Linked DNA regions of Gossypium arboreum: region 2 is linked to region 1. The links are chromatin contacts, called in public Hi-C maps. All regions are on one chromosome and are shown on one strand. Each heading gives the region's core, a stretch centred on a gene start, on an enhancer-like site or on the middle of the called end of the contact. The rest is flanking DNA. Distances are from core to core; before and after follow the strand shown. Region 1 holds the start of LOC108474004. Region 2 holds the start of LOC108470717 (thioredoxin-like 1-1, chloroplastic).

Region 1 (2,700 bases), core at 135-2,634:
GCACTTTTCCATAGTTATAAACAGGTGAAATCAAGATTATTTCCAAAAGGCAATAATAGAGATTGAAAATCACAGAGCAATGCAGACAAGTGTCATTATTGGCAACAAAACCAGAAAGAATTTCTGAAGAAGTATCTCAAAAGTGTAAAGATTGCAAATAAACATGAAGTAGTATAATTATGTGCAACACTTTCAAACCTAAGATTATGTTCCCAACAGTATGCAAATCTAACTGCATAATCAATCATTGGTCAAAAAAAAAAATTCTCAACTTCAAACTCCTAAAACATCATAGAAGGAAATGATAATCTTGTCCCTCCAACTTCAAATACGTCAATGGTCCCCAAAAAATGATACGTGCAAAACTGAAAAAAATAAAAGATCGAACTTCCCATCAAAAATAGCAATTACCCAGAAAAGAAAATTACTCTAAAATATCAAAAAGGGAGAAATACCCAAACTAAAAAAAATTAGGAAAGTTCATCATCTTATCTCTAAATCAGCTAATAACAGAAACCATAATCCAAAAAGAAATTTTTGAAAATTAAAAAAGAAAAGAAAAAGGAAAACCCATGAATCAAAATGAAGAGAGAAAAAGAGGGTACCTTGAGAAAGAGCCCAATCTGAACTGGATTATGAAGAAATCTGGGGATTTTACGTCAAGGAAAAACAAAAGAAACCCTAAGCTGTTTTGAGCAGTATTGTGTAGAATAAAATGGGGAAAAAGGAAATGAGACAAAGAGAAAGTGAATGAAGAAAAAGGTAAAGAGAGGGAGGCTAATGAGAAGTGAAAGCGATGGGGGCATCACATTATTGTTACTACAACAACGTTAGATTACGATCATGTCGAAAATGAAAATTTGTAAGGATTTGCAGTCACATTTATTTTTGGGGTTTATTTTTGAATTACTACTTTTAGGAGATGTAAGAAAAAAAAAAAGAGTGAATCATTGTACCTTACAATGATGTCACACCAGACAAAAGTCTCCTGTTCCTGTTCCAAAGTCATAGCTTTGCCATAAATTCTAAAATTAGGAAGTTTAATTAAAAAAGATTAAAATGAAAAAAAAACATATTTTCTTTTTTATCTTATTCTTCTTCTTTATTTTTATGAAAAATAATTAAAAAAATAAAATAAAAATATGAACATGTAAATTGTTTTGCTGGTTTGATTTATAAGGAAGAATGAAATTAAAATTAGATTCCATGAAATAGGGGCTCACTTATAGGGTATGCATAATCATTCAGCACATTTAACCCCATATCATTTCTGAACATTTCCCATCACAACCTTACCTTAGTAGTCATCCACTAAAATCCCACTTTTCGGCACTGCCCCAAGCATGTAATCATCTTTCTTTTTCTTTTCCTATTGGAAAAAAACAATATATTTTCTACCTAAATGGATTCTTTGTTTTACACCCACCAATTGTCTAGAGCTTTCCATGGTAGCCCGCCCAACTCGATAACCCCAGTTCAATTTGGGTTGGGTTTAAATAAATATTTTTATATTTCGGGTGGATCAATTCAATTTAATTAAAATATATAAAATAGATTATTTTTAATATTTTAGTAAAATAGATTTTTTGAGTGAACCAAACCAAAAATAAACTTAGATTTGAAAAAATTTTGGAACCGGGACTCTACTTGGCCCCGCTCATTGATATCTCTATAGTAGTCATACAAAAATTTTTTTTCAAGGGAAAAAGTACAGTGTGGTTTTAATGTGTTGATTTCTTCTCATGACTTTGCTTTTGGCTTTTAGGTAAGCTACTATGATAATCGCCCGAGTTTTAATAAGTTTTTATTTTGTTCATTGAATATTTATTGTTAATTTAATAACTCTCATTAGATCAATTGTAATTTTAGTCACTCCATTGTTAAAATGTCTTTGGTCACTAGACGAAATATTGACATGGCCGAGTATAATTATAAATTTAACCTCTTAATATTTTACACATTCTATCAATTTAGTCCTAATTCTAAAAAAATTAATGTTCACACATTATGCCAATTTGATCCTAATTTTAAAAATACATAAAAATTTTAAAAATAAAATAAAAATATTAAAAATACATTAAAAACTTCAAAATTAAAATTTTCCAAAAAATTCTTTGGGATGATAATAGTAAATCTTTTTATCTATTTTTTAAGGATGAAATCATGAAAACTTTTGGCTGGTCAGAGTCAATTTGTTTTCTACTTTTATGTAAAGAATGTTCATGCATATTACTATAAGCATGTCATATAGCTTAAGGAAAAAATGTTGCATGTACTTCTTATGACATATTAAACATTTATGATTGAAACTAGAAATAAAAATCTTGCATATTTTTTAAAAGATTGAGTGGGAGAAGGTCCCTAAATAAGATCTATGGTTTCCATCAATGGTCTCTTGTGATGACATGATAATTTGCCGACCTTGAGGTAGGTATTATTATGTGGATTTCACTTAGGAGATTTCCTTTAACTGGACAACTAATCATACATGTTATTTGTTGAGATTGTCCCCCGACAATTCATTCATAGTACATGTTATGATAGATGTTGAGTTTATAGTTATACACTCAAGATCATTCTAGTTAAGTAACTTCTCACGAAACTTTGCATAAGTTAAAATAATGGCCAAACATGAAGCATTTATTAATACGTGTGAATACATAAGGGAGTAGGTTTTCGTATTAATTGGATGGAAATACA
Region 2 (2,700 bases), core at 186-2,685, 250 kb after region 1:
AAATGATCCAAAGGGACCAGTGGGTTTATTTCATTCTAATTACTAAAACGTATCTGATAAACTTTGCATCACAAGGGAGGGATAGAAACAAGACTAACCGTGGCATTGGTGCAGCTAAAGCTGCATAAACGACCCTGAGCTCCTCTATAGAACCTAAAGAAAGGCAACACATGTACATTAAGGCTATAACACATGGATTTATGCTCCTCATAGTTCACCTTAAGGAACTGCACATCCGGATTCATCTCTGCCAATTGGCAAATCTGGCAAATCACAACATCCAAATCCACCATTAACACAACTATGCAAAAGAAAATAGATTAAAAAAAAAAACTTCAAAAGTCTATATTATTATACCTTGGGATGAAGAGCCTTGCAGCCACCACAACCAGGAGAGAAAAAATCCACTATAACAAGTTTATCCCCAGCATTCAAAAGTGAGTCCACCAGGTCTTGTGCAGATGTCACTTCTTTCATATTTGGTTGATTCCCCTTCTCCCACCACTTTTGGGTTTTACCAATAAGCCCAGTTTGCATCTAATTTCGTTGAACAATACCACAAAATAAAAGAGACAAACCAATTAGAATGTTTCGTTTTGATCCTCTACAACAGATCAAAGTACCGGGAAAAAGGAGTGTTAAACATAAAAAATCATACTAATTAACCCTTCCAAAAAAGGAAAAATCTATTTGGGAATAGAAGTAAAATTTCTATATAAAGATTTGACCTTTGACATGTGAAAGCTAAACTAAGAACTACCTATAGCTAAAATAACAGAGAAATTCAAAATAAGAAAGTTCATAAAATAAATCAGAAAATACCCACACCTTTGGACCCAAAAAAGAGTTCTAAAATTAAAGTTAATTAAACCAACCTGTGCTTTAATGGGAACTCGACAGAACCTTCTCTCATTTAGACTTCTTTTCTCTAAAACAACCACTCTTTGACCATTAAAACCACTCCTCAAAGCTTGAGGTTCCAACTTCAAAGAAGGAAAACTATTCTTTCTCAAACAAAACGCAGAGATTCTCCTAGAAAACAAAGGAACGCCACCTTCTTGATTCTTCTTCTGACTACAGTTACAAGCTGTAAACAGATTTGACTTCCCCAAAACTTCAGCCATGCTTAATATTTCTATATTTTTTTTTCTAACAACAGGAACAGAAATTCAGATTCAAAATTGAAACTCTAAGCTTTATTCCCGAACGGAAATTAAAATACCGAATATGAAAATGAAGCGTTTTTAAGCAAAAGTTGCTTCTTTTATCTTTCTCTTTCTTTGTTGAGTAGCATTGCCGGTTCTGTTGGTTATTTTAAGGTCTAAGGATGGACTTTAACCGTTGATCTGGTTTGTCTTGATGTGAATCTAGCGCTTGATGATATGTTGTGACTGGAAAATTTTCATGTCAAAACGTATTGGATAAGGCTCTTTGTCTTGCTTTTTTTTTCTTTTAATATTGGTCGGTTTTTATGGTGGTAAGGAGATGCACGTGATAAGTGAATTTTGTGACACGTGGAATCAGACTTTAGATATTACAAAAGTAAAGGGCAGTTTCGGATATACAATGGATAAAAGGTAGGTTCTTTGACACGTCATTCATTACTTTAGTGGGCCAGCTTAAAATTTTTTGATAAATTCCATCAAATGTCACTAAATTATTAATAAGTTTATGGTTTGGTCGTTTAATTTTAAAAAGTTACAAAATGATCACTGAATTATTTGAAAATTTTCATTTAAGCAACTTAACTATTTAAACATTTTTATTCAAATTACCGGGCTGTTAACTTTTTTTTTAAAGCTCAGCTAGCGCGCTGTAAGCTACAATTCGAGAATCGATATAGTAGATCAATACCATTGACGAGTAGAAGAAGATATTTTAGACCTAAATCAATCTAATAGTCAGTGTTAGACATCAAAGAATAAAGTGGTTTAGATTTTGGTTCACATACTTGTGATATTCAAAACTATTTCATGGAAATAACTAAACTATAGAAGAAAAAGGGAATGAAAGCTTTTGACTAGTGCAAGCGATATAACAGAAAAAGCCATACAACAATGATTTTAATAGCTTAGTGACTTAAATAAAAAATTTTGAATAGTTCAATAACCATTTTGTAACTTTTTGTAGTAGAGTAACCAAAATGTAAACTAATTAATAGTTTAGTGACCTTGAGTGAATTTACCCTTTTTTTTTTTTACTTATTTCCCTTTTCAACTTTTTTTTATTCTCTTTTGAGTTAATTGCATCATATATCCCAAAATTATAACCTTCATTCTAAATTGGTCCTAAAACTTTAGAATATTCTAATTACATCCCTCAAACTATTGAGATTATATCAATAAAGTCCTTCTATTACTAAAACCAATAGTTTAACCAATAAATGAGATGTCAAATCTTGTATGGCATAGTTTAAATAAATTTTAAAAAAATAGATGTTATAAACATCTTGGTTTTAAGTTTTCCTAAGCTTTTACAAAAGTTTTCTTACTTACTTTTTATTTTCAGTTTTATTTTGTTTTTAATTTTTACTGTGCAATAATATTTTACTTTCTTTAATTTTTATTTTAAATCATATCACATAAGATTTTGACATGTCATTCCACGTTTAAATTAATGGCTTTAATAATTGAAGGACTTAACGATATAATATCAATAGTTTAAGGATATTATTGGAATATTATAAAGTTTAAGGACCAA

What was found. Hi-C and Micro-C count contacts between places; a contact is called where the count stands out from the background.
Region 2: a contact with region 1 is called in a Hi-C map of leaf, with 3 times the contacts expected there. The contact joins the promoter of LOC108470717 here to the promoter of LOC108474004 in region 1. A contact is called at or near these places in 3 of 5 Hi-C or Micro-C datasets (all in leaf).

Annotation. Positions count from the first base shown.
Region 1 is chr11:109,137,674-109,140,373 of ASM2569848v2, forward strand. LOC108474004 reads right to left here and starts at 1,385. Exons shown (of 4, transcript XM_017775858.2): 1 at 606-1,385.
Region 2 is chr11:109,391,926-109,394,625 of ASM2569848v2, forward strand. LOC108470717 (thioredoxin-like 1-1, chloroplastic) reads right to left here and starts at 1,436. Exons shown (of 4, transcript XM_017772152.2): 1 at 876-1,436; 2 at 358-537; 3 at 99-263. The coding sequence starts at 1,124.